Regions from separate parts of the Gossypium hirsutum genome. Here all the other regions are linked to region 1. Evidence: chromatin contacts called from public Hi-C data. All regions are on one chromosome and are shown on one strand. Each heading gives the region's core, a stretch centred on a gene start, on an enhancer-like site or on the middle of the called end of the contact. The rest is flanking DNA. Distances are from core to core; before and after follow the strand shown. Region 1 holds the start of LOC107896596. Region 2 holds the start of LOC107896599. Region 3 holds the start of LOC107896598 (probable protein phosphatase 2C 42). Region 4 holds the start of LOC107895961 (peroxidase 29).

The links. A called contact is a pair of places that touch in the nucleus more often than the background predicts.
Region 2: a Hi-C map of leaf shows a contact between it and region 1, with 1.8 times the contacts expected there. The contact joins the promoter of LOC107896599 here to the promoter of LOC107896596 in region 1. A contact is called at or near these places in 2 of 34 Hi-C or Micro-C datasets (leaf and petal).
Region 3: a Hi-C map of leaf shows a contact between it and region 1, with 2.0 times the contacts expected there. The contact joins the promoter of LOC107896598 here to the promoter of LOC107896596 in region 1. A contact is called at or near these places in 2 of 34 Hi-C or Micro-C datasets (hypocotyl and leaf).
Region 4: a Hi-C map of leaf shows a contact between it and region 1, with 1.7 times the contacts expected there. The contact joins the promoter of LOC107895961 here to the promoter of LOC107896596 in region 1. A contact is called at or near these places in 4 of 34 Hi-C or Micro-C datasets (leaf and petal).

The regions. Positions count from the first base shown.
Region 1 is chrA10:101,241,677-101,244,480 of Gossypium_hirsutum_v2.1, forward strand. It overlaps LOC107896596, which reads left to right and starts at 1,448. Exons shown (of 13, transcript XM_016821793.2): 1 at 1,448-2,105; 2 at 2,487-2,804. The coding sequence starts at 1,660.
Region 2 is chrA10:101,453,750-101,456,553 of Gossypium_hirsutum_v2.1, forward strand. It overlaps LOC107896599, which reads left to right and starts at 1,387. Exons shown (of 16, transcript XM_041079142.1): 1 at 1,387-1,842; 2 at 2,463-2,657; 3 at 2,770-2,804. The coding sequence starts at 1,639.
Region 3 is chrA10:101,433,448-101,436,251 of Gossypium_hirsutum_v2.1, forward strand. It overlaps LOC107896598 (probable protein phosphatase 2C 42), which reads left to right and starts at 1,415. Exons shown (of 4, transcript XM_016821798.2): 1 at 1,415-2,311. The coding sequence starts at 1,984.
Region 4 is chrA10:101,371,128-101,373,931 of Gossypium_hirsutum_v2.1, forward strand. It overlaps LOC107895961 (peroxidase 29), which reads left to right and starts at 1,451. Exons shown (of 3, transcript XM_016821145.2): 1 at 1,451-1,736; 2 at 1,949-2,309. The coding sequence starts at 1,530. LOC107895486 (glycine-rich cell wall structural protein-like) reads left to right here. Exons shown (of 1, transcript XM_016820756.1): 1 at 1-64. The coding sequence ends at 64.

The DNA of each region.
Region 1 (2,804 bases), core at 198-2,697:
GGCAAAGAGATATAGGAAGAAAAAATTTCCCATGACAGGGCGGGTAAACCAAGGATAAGCATAATGTAGACACAATTCCAGTAGCACACAACGAGAGAGAGGGGGATGGTAGTGGGGGAGGTCCGGTGGGGGGAGTGGGAGAGGTCCGGTGGGGGAGGTTATTTTATTTTATTTTATTTAATATTAATATAAAATTTTAAATTTATTATTATATTTTTTAACATATTTATGTATTTATATATTTCTTTAAATTTTTTAGAATTAAGATTAAATTGAGATTATTTGTAAATTTTAAAGATTAATTTTAAAAATTATGAATAAATTGATTTAATATGTAAAAATTGAGGGTTAAATTTATTATTATACTGAATTTTTTAATTATCACATTAACTTACTATTTATGATTTTGACGGGAGTGAATAAAATGATTAAATTATGTAATATGATGGTTTAAAATGTAAATTTTTTATTTTAAATGCTAAAAATGAAAATTTTTTATAATTAGATGTCTGTTTATATAGTTTATCCTATATAATAAATTATGTGACGCTTATAACAACACAAAAGATTAAAGTCACAAACAAATCTTAAACTTTCAAATTTATCATTAATCCATTTTAATTTTTTTTAAAATTGTAATTTAAATTATTTAGTGTAAAAAATCATAAAATTAATGAATGACATAAACACTCTTTATTATTTTAATTTTAAAATATTTTAATGTGAACAAACCGTGGCTGAATGGATGGGTGTGGGGATGAGATGAGGTTAGGTGTTCCGTATTCCATGTCAATTTCTCATTATTATTTTTGTCAAAATCATGTGGGTTTTTCATTTATTATATGAGGACAATGCCAATGGTTTCCCAAAGCTTTGGACTTTACCCTTTTTGACATTCATGGAATAACCCTTTCCCATCCTTTTTAGATTAATTCCACAAACATCCATATATTATCCTCAAAATTCTAAATTCATCCTTCAAGTTCAAAATAGTTTGATTAAATCTTTAAAGTATTAATATTATATCAATCATATCCTTCTACCAACTTAATCATTTATTTGGGTCTTAAATAGTAGTATCATATCTTTCAAAGCCTTCCAACAACTTAATCCTCTATTCAGGCATTAAATAGTAGTTTAGACTTGATGTGAAACATATTTAACATATGGAACCAAATTACAAACTTTTCTGCAACTATCAAATAAACTGTTTGGATTTAATGTGTTGATAAAATAAAATTTAAGAGGGCAATTTTTTAAAATATTAAATTCAAACTATACATACGGTAAGTGGATACATGTTTTCAATTTAATCTATTGTGAGGATGTTTTTAAGTTGGAGACCAATTTAAAATTAGATCATAGTTTAAGGATGGTTACGTGAATTAACCCCTTTTTATTAAAGAAAACTATAGCTTTAAAAATATCTTCTTATACACAGACATCTGACTAATGAAAATATCTAACATAAAAAAGTTAGCCGCTTACCAACCGAAACAGAGAAACCGCCCGGAAAGAAAATATTCAGTCTTTTTAAGTCTTAGAGTTTGACCTGTTGAAGAGGAAAGTTTGTAACACGCACAGAGAGAGGTTGAGAATCTTTATATGCTATGAAAGATTTGAAGATCCATGCTTTGAACTCGATTGTTTGAAGGGAATATGGAAACCCCTTCAGCAGAGGAGCTTTTGAAGAAGATCCAAATACTTGAAGCGGGACATGCCGATCTCAAGCAAGAAATTTCTATTTTAAAACAATCCGGTGGCGATTCCAAGGCCAATTCAACTCATCAAAGATCTCACTCTACTTCCCCTCGACGTCCGCGCTTCCCGGGGAACGCGGCGAAGCTTGCTGCTTGGAAGAAAGATTCAGCTTCGTTTCGGCACTCCTCGCCGTTGCGAAGAGAGAGCAGAAACAATGACACTGTCAATGGCGACAGCGGCACCGGAGGAGATTTAGGAGTAGGAGGAAGAGGAGGAGCTATCGAAAGAACCGGGAACGTCGGGCCAGCTGCCGTCAATTTCACTAACAGCCAGTATTTGAATATATTTCAGTCTATGGGGCAATCTGTTCATATATTTGATCTTAGTGGCCGTATAATTTATTGGTAAGCGAAAAGGGTTTCGTTTTTAAGATTATTCAGTTGCAAACACCAAGTTTTTATGATCTAAATTAGTAATTAGTGATGTGGTTTAACATTGTTTATTAACTACTTAGTAGCGTCATAGAGAATGGGGCCTTTCGCTTAAAGGCAAGGAGGTTAGGGAACTTTGAGGTCCAAAGTTCAAATTTCACTGGGTTTGATCTTATATTTATTCTGATGAGTTAGTTTGAGTTGATTTAGTTATTTTTTGCTTTTAACGATTAATTATGGTTGTAATTAGAAGTAAATTGTAACTTAAACAGAAAAAAGTATTAAGTAAGCGTCATCATTTGAGCATAGTTTTTCATTTTTTAAAAAAAAAAATTATGCTTTTCTTTTTTGCAGGAATAAAACTGCCGAAAAACTTTATGGTTATTCAGCAGCAGAGGCTTTAGAGCAAGATGCCATTCAACTTCTTGTTGATCATAGGGACTTCGCTGTTGCACTTAATATTGTTCATTGTGTTATGACGGGGGATAGCTGGACTGGGCAATTTCCTTTCAAGAATAAAATGGGGGAGAGGTTTTTGGCTGTTGCAACTTATACTCCTTTTTATGATGAGGATGATGACGATGATAGTTCATTGGTTGGAATCATTTGTGTATCCAGTGATACTCAGCCTTTGCAAGAAAGGAGAGCTGCAGTGTTGGCTGGAAAGCAACC
Region 2 (2,804 bases), core at 137-2,636, 210 kb after region 1:
TTATTAATAATATTTTTAAATTATAATATATTAATATTATTAATAATAGTTTTAAACTATAATGTATTAATATTAATATTTATACCATGATGAATTTTTGTATTGTTTTAATAGTAAATAATTTTAAGATCAAATAACACTAATATAACTTATTCTAAATTAGTTAAATATTTTTATTTACATTAATTTTTTAATTTAATAATATTTTTTGAAGAAATTAACATAAATTAATGTTAAAAAAGAATTAAAAAGTTAATATATATAATTGTGCATCACATAAGAATACAAATTAGTTCCAATAAATAATGCTGAAATAAATTTCAAGAAGTGAAATAATTGTATACCTAATATAAATATTACAAAAAATAAGTATAATGATAAATGAGGGCTAAGAATATTATTTTGATTCCAAAAGTGTTTTTTCAAAAAAAAAAAAGCACCTATTCCTTTTAAGTTTATACTATTGCATATGACTTTAAGGTGTATTTGGTTGGATGAAAAAAATAGAGGAATAGAAGGAGAAAATGGAAAAATAGAAAGAAAATAAATTTAGAGTGTACTTAGTTGGGAAGAAAAGTGAGAGAAAATAAAATAAGAGAGATATCATTTTCCATTCTAATGTATAAAAATTAATCTTTCTAAATTAAAATGATCAGAAAAGAGAAAATGGGAGAGAAGTGTATGTTTGTTCAAATTTTACATTTTTTGATTGTTTTATTTGCTTTCCTTTCATTTTTCAACTCTACTAAGCAATTAAGAGAAAAAAATTATTTTTTTTCATCTTTTTTACCAAGCATATCCACTGAAAGAAAATTTATATTTTCCATCCTTCTAGTTTTCCTCTCCAATTTTCTAAATTTCTTTCCTTTGTACCAAACAAAGCTTAAGGGTGTGATTGGTTAGGAAAAAAAGTGGAGCAATGTCAGAAGGGAGTGGAAAAATGGAAAGAAAATAAATTTTAAATATGCTGGGTGGGAAAGAAAATGAGAGAAACAATAATTTTTCATTCTAATACATAAAAATAAATTCTTCCAAATTGAAATGGTGATTGGAGAGAAAGTGGGAGAAGTGTCTCTTAGTTTAAATTATATATATTTCAAATATTTTATTTTATTTCATTAAATCTTTCAATTTTACCAGGTAATGGAGGAAAAAAATCTTTTCCATCTTTTCTACTCGACACATATATAAAAAGAAAAATAATATTTTCTTTTATCTTTTTATTTTTTCATCCTTCAATTTTTCATCATTTTAATTTTCTTTTCACTGGAAAAACACGTTTTTAAATAAAAATGTCAAATTATTTAACTATTTTTAAAATTAAGTACTAATTAAACATAAACAACAAAGGGAAAAATATACACCAAGTTTAACCGGTCGTAATTTGATGAAAGAAGATGGGGTGGGCTGCTTCAAGTTGAAAATTGATTGCCCAAAATCAAAAGGCTCATTATAAAATGTTTTCATTCTACATCTCGTAATTTAACCACAAAAGCAGGCATCATTTTGGAAACTTCGTAAATTATTAATTCCCAGTTCAGTCTAGGCGCAAGTCATCGCCGGTAGTGGCTAAAAAGCTCATACAAAATTAATTGAGTAACCATTTTCACGCATTTCTCCTCTGTTTTTATCACTGAAATGGAATCGAGATCGAGGTTATCGTCTATGTTATCATGTTCGATATTTCTCGTTACACTCAGTGGACTCGCAACTTTATCCGATTCTACTCAACAAGCGTTCAAAAGAGACCCTGATCACCCTCACTGGCACCATAGCGCATTCCTCGAAGTTCGCGACAGCGTCCGATCCGATGTTCGCCGCACGCTCCACGCGCGTGCTGAGGTAATCGATTCTCGCTCTGAAAATCTTGTTAAATCTGTGAAGAAATTATGACGACTTTTTCCTCGCCAATTTTCATCGAGTTTTCTTTTTCTTTTTTGAAAAAATTCATATTATTAATAATATCGGGTTTTCATCGAGGTTTTTTCATTTTAATTATTAATTTAGAGCGTCGAATTTACGAAAATTATAGGACTCGAATTGACTGAATTTGAGCTACACAGTTGATCTATCCTAAAATGTAATTCAAAATTCGAATTGCGTTCTGAAAATCTCTCGAACCTTGAAGAGTTAGTGGCTGCTAGCTTAGTTCTTCTCATCTCTGGTTATGATTAGAAAAGGTTCCCTTTCTAAAAATCTTGTTAAATCTCTAAAGAAACTTATATGGACATTTTTCTCGCCAATTTTCATTGATTTTTTGTTGTTTTAGTGATTACTTTAAAGGAACTTACCAATATTATAGGTTTCGACTTGAGTGAATGAGCTACGTAGTTGATCTCTCCCAAAATGTGATTCAAAATTTAAATTGCGTTCCTGAAATCCCTAGAAACATGAAGAGGTTGTGGCTGTTAGCTTAGTTTTACTCATCTATGGTTATGATTAGAACAAGTTCTGTTGTGCAGGTTCCATTTCAGGTTCCGCTCGAGGTGAATATGGTGCTAATTGGTCTCAATGGAGATGGTGGCTATCGGTACAATGTCGATGCACAGAAATTGGAGGAGTTTCTGAGAGTTAGCTTTCCCTCTCATAGGCCTTCCTGTCTCGAGACCAAGGAGCCCCTTGATATCGAACATCATGTTGTTTATAACACATTTCCTGTAAGTTTTTTCATTCCTTATTGCATCTTAATAATTACTACTGGTTTAAGCTTCAGCTAGATATCTAAACTGAGTTGTTACTGTTGTTCTTCACTTATTTGTTCTACTATAGGCAGGACAGCCAGAATTGATTGCGCTTGAGAAGGC
Region 3 (2,804 bases), core at 165-2,664, 190 kb after region 1:
TCCCTCTAGTTTTCAAATTTCAAAATTTAAGTTTAACTATTAATATTGTTAAATTTTTTTTGTTAAATCCAGGTTAATTATAATATTTTTTTCAATTACATAATTATCAAGTGAATAAATTTTTTTAAATTTCAAAATGTCAAGACAATTTGTTTAACAATAAAAAAAGGTAACAGTGTTAAACAATTTAATCTAAATTTTAAAATCTAAAAAATAAAAAGACTAAATTCGTAACAATACAAGTACATGGACTAAATTCTTAATTTTCAAAAAATATAGAGATTAAAGGCACATTTTAATTTATATTTTAACATTCAAATTTTTATTATATAAATAGACAAATAAATAATTAATGGAATACGAAACGTGTCAGTACGAATAATAAATAGAGTCTGGGATAAAAACAAATTTAATAAATGGATATAAACAGAAAAAGGTGCGTCCTATTGCTATCGTAAAACCAGATTGAGAGGTGAATAATATAAAACATGAGCCATATTTCCAGGGGGTGACAAACAAAATAGCCTAAAAAGGAGTGTTGGGGTTCATTTTCATGGTGTCATCAGATGGCAGAAGAAAAAAAAAAGTGCGTCAAATAGTAGAGTAAATGAGAGCAATGATAGGAGCATTGGATGGGATGAAGCGCTCTTTCAATGGTGGGTTGTCTTTATTTCATTGGCAAACCCAAAGCCAACAGCTAGCAAAGATGTTGATGTCTCTATCCTTCACTCCCATTTTCAGAAAATGTGACCGCACAAATGCTGGTCCAAATCCTGAACAAGCCAAAATATTTAGGGGCTTTTTCATTATTATTATTGGGAATTAGGGGTAGCTTTATTTAATGCTTTGCTTGCTTTCCCCATCTGTTCAAAATTGGAATTCTCGAAGGGACCACCCCCACTCCTATTTGTTTAAATGTCAACGCAAGTTTAAAAATAAATGAAAAACCAGCACTCATTTGGAACTGTTTTTTTTTTTTTTAGTTATAGAGCTGTCTGTCTCTTATCTTGAATTTTAAGTCAATCGGTGGCTTATTCAATGAATTTTTAACATTTCCTGCTTCATAACTATCCGTTTCTATAAATAATGATTACTTCAATTATGTTTTGAAAAGCCAAAAGTTCACTGCATTCTACGATATCTAATACATCACTTAGTTTAATCTAACGTCTTTACTATAATAACATCAATTGAATTTTAATTTGATTAACATTATCATTAGTATATAAATTTGAGTATATTAAAATACATGTTTCTTCCTATTCAAAGATCTTGTAGTAGTGAATTTTTCTAACGATAATTAGATGATAAGAAGTGAATTACACCATTTTACTTCCGAGTAAAATAAGACTTGAAAACCACTTAATTAGCAATTATTTATAAAGAATTTAAGGTTTCAATCATCAACTGAGAAATTACTTCACAAGAAAAAAGAAAGAAGAGGAGATGAGGAAACAAAGCAACAAAACAAAAACAAAATCGAAAAGAAACATGTAAGAAAACAAGCTGTCTCCGGATAAAAGTGCGGCATCGAGGCATTGGCACGATACAAGTCCAACAACACACAAGAAAAAAGAAGAATTGAAGTGATTTTTTGCTGCTTTTTTTTTCTTTTTCTTTTTTGAATGTTGTATCCAATACAAAACAAACAAAAAAAAACATTGAAAATAACACGCATCTGCTTCAAAGAGGAACCACCCCAAAACAACCGACCCTCCTCTGTTCCTCTACCACCGAACACCCACCACCGCCCCCTTTCCTCTTTATCATCCACCTTCAACATCTTATCCTACGCATACCCTTTTCTTCAATCATCATATATCATTCTTTTGATTCCTTGTTTTACCACTTGGTGGGAGGTTTTCTTTTTTCTTTTTTGGGTTTAAACCTCAGATCACATCATCCTATTGTGAAATTTGGAATTGTACGGTGGTTTGGGATTTTGGGTTTTTGTTTGTTTGTTTTGATGATGAGAGATGTCTGATGCTCCAGGGATTCATGAATCTTCTCTCCCTCTGCTGGAAGCCATTCGGGCATGAGAAGGGAAATCACGGGGCGAACGGCGTTCTTGGCGGCGGAGGAAGTAGTGGCGGCTCAAAAGAAGGTAAAGATGGGTTGCTTTGGTATCGAGATATAGGGAAATATGGTTCCGGGGATTTTTCCATGGCCGTGATCCAAGCCAACCAGGTCCTTGAGGATCAGAGCCAGATCGAGTCCGGCCAATACGGCACTTTTGTTGGGATCTACGATGGACACGGCGGACCCGAGACGGCTCGTTACGTTTGCGATCACTTGTTCAAGCACTTTCGAGGTTCGTCACTTTGGGTGTTGTCAATAATTTCTTATGCTTGCTTTCATCTCTGTTGACCCTAAAATGTAAACTTCGATTTGTTACCATTCAGGGTTTTCTTTTAGATGTGTTCATATTTGGATTACTAAATGAATATAATTTTCAGTCAGTTGTTGCTTTTTTCTAGGCTTCAGAAAAGTTCAGCTTTTGATTGGGTACTTTTATCGAGTATTTGAGTACGGTTTACAGTTGAAAGCAGGCAACAAAATGCTCGTATTTGGAAACTATTTTTCTACTTTGGCTGGTTTTTAGTTAACTATCAAGTTCTTTTCTTATTCATTTTGTGGCTAAAATTAGAGTGAATTCGGGTTCAAAAGCAGCCGGATGTGGTATTGTTTGGATGTATTTAAATGGTGCATTATGTTTTGCAAGTTGCCTTTAATACCCAAGAATTCCCTCTATTGCATTAGTTTTTGGTTAACTTCTAGAGAAGGAGCTGTTCTTATGTTGGCGT
Region 4 (2,804 bases), core at 201-2,700, 130 kb after region 1:
AAGTGGAAGAAGTGGTGATGGTGGCGGCGGCTATGGAGGTGGAAAAGGAGGAGGGGGATTTTAGTGGCAAAATGTGCATGCTAAAAATATAGTCAACTTGTAACCGTGGCTGTTAATGATGGTGTGTTTGCCAATGATTTGTCATACTGCCATATATAAATATTAGAGAGCAAAATGAAAACAATGCTCCTACCATAAACTTCTGTTCTGTCTCCAAATCCCAAAAATGAAATTCGTATGCCTTCGTATTACTAAGATTTAACACCAAAATAACATAACACCCATATATTGGGATTAAATTCAAATTTTTATATTTATAATATAATATTTTTGTCACTAATTTAAAATATTATTGCCAAAATACAACGAATTTAATGCTTATATTATATTTTGATTTACAATTTTAACATATTTGATAAGCAAAAATATTTGATAAAGTGTTAGTAGAGTTTTTAGATTTTACAAATAAAATTAAGGGATTGATAAATATTTTATAAAAATATAATAAAATATTAATAAAAACACAAATTACAGTTTTTTTTTGTCTACTATTTATAAAATAAAGAAAAAAAACCCTACCGATATACTTGCCGGTTTAATAATTCATGATGGTTAGCTTAATTTTGGTGTCTCACGTGGGTGACAACTCAAAACGTTTAAAAATGTAATCAAGCACGAGAAGCACGAGTTGCAATTTGTGGGATAAATTTTAGCTGTCTTGATTTTATAAGAATGAAACAGGGCAAGTTTAAATTTTGAGAAACGTACTTGATGAAGAAAGTAGTAAAATTTGGTAATATATTAATAATGTTTTCCATAAGTGTATGTACACTTATTATAATTCTGTATCTGTAAAATCTTATTTATTTTTGTAAAAAGGAAAAGTGTGGTAATATCTTTTAAATTGGGTTACAACTCAATACATTGACCAATATAATTGCATATTCTGAGCCGTTCTTTACTTGGAAACCTGTAGGTCTTAAATCTGCAGGGCTTGCTTGGGTGATAGGAAACTTTAAAACTTTTTGAAGGAAAAATATGTGGACAGGGGGTTGTTCATAAGCATTTAGACTCAATACCAACCATTTGGTTGCCCTTTTCTCATCAGCAATTTCCAGTTCTGATGGCAGGTAAAGATAATTCTTCAATCCAAATGGAGAAAATCACAATTAAATGATGAATGGAACGGGTGAGGATTCAGAAAGCAAATGCTAGCTCAGCAGAATCCCACAGTTTCTTTTAATATACTCACGCTATAAATTTCTAAATATAGAGCCTGTTTGATGAAATATAGATGAGCTTAATTCATTGCGGTGGGGTAATTCAATTCTCACCTTATTGTTGTCACGTTCGGATGGTATAGTTTTTGACAGCCTTTAAAGTTTACATCTTTTAATAATCATTAATGGAAAAGTAGTATAAATAATGTTCTCCCATGCAACACTACTTCATTTTTGTTTTTCACAGCAGCTATAATCTTTCTTGGTCTTTATTAGCTGTATCTGCCTGCAATTATAAGTTCTTTTATTATGAGAAGAACTATAGTTGTGGTATTCTTCATGTTTCAATGTTTTAGTTTTAATGTTAAAGGTTTCGGCCTTTCATATAATTTCTATGAGAAATCGTGCCCACAAGTTGAGGACATTGTCAGAAATGGCCTTCAGCCTATATTTCTCACCGATCCCACTTCTGCATCTGCGTTGTTAAGGCTTATGTTTCATGATTGTCAAGTTCAGGTACCGACGTTTGTAGTACACTGATTTACAACCATTCTTTGTTGATGGTTTACAGTTTTGGTTTTACGATTATAATTTAGAGAGGCATAATAAAACTTGAGTTTCTTGCATGCATCAAAAACAGTCTTTATGTCACATTCTTTATTTTTTTTTATAATTTGCTGGTGCACTAAGGATGTGAAACATTTGACATTTAATTTTGTTTACCTCAGGGATGCGATGCTTCCATTCTAGTTGATCCAGGAAATGGAAATGAGGCAACAGAGATGGCTTCTAGTAAGAATTTGGGGATAAGAAAGAGAGAGATAGTAAGCATGGTTAAATCAATGGTGGAAGCTCAATGCCCCCAACAAGTCTCATGTGCCGATATTCTGATATTGGCGGCTCGAGAGGCCGTGGCGGTGACAGGAGGGCCACGGATAAAAGTCCCATTGGGACGGCGGGATTCGTCTCACGCCCCTAGCCATCGACTGCCAGACGCATTGCTCCCTCCTGCAACAGCTGGAGTCTCTGAAATGCTTAATATTTTCACCAACAAAGGAATGAACCTTGAAGAATCTGTCGCCGTTTTGGGTATGTCTTCAACATAAGCATTTAATTTAAAGGATATATCTTGGTTACTTGTATTTTAAGCTTGGATCTAACAGGTAAAAATATAACGTTTAAATCTGTAATTTTTAAGTTCATTATATATATGTATACATTATGTTAAATCCAAACTATATTAATGAGTTAATGATGCATTTGTGTTCAAAATATAATCCACATAGTTGATATTTAATATTCAAATTGATGGTTAAGTTAATGAAACAACTTAAATAATAGGGTTAAATCAAAAAATAGTATTTAAATTATACCATTTTACCCAAAGCATAAAACCGTGTTGTCACATATAGTACTAAACTATATTCCGTTATCTCAAGTGATATCCAAATTATACTTAATTATCCAAATTATCTTAACCATTAAAAAAATCTCTTAATCAATCACCTAGTGACACATGACATTTTTAAAATTAAAAAAATCCCCCTCAAAAAATTAAATGTTATTACCTTTTAAGATCTTTTA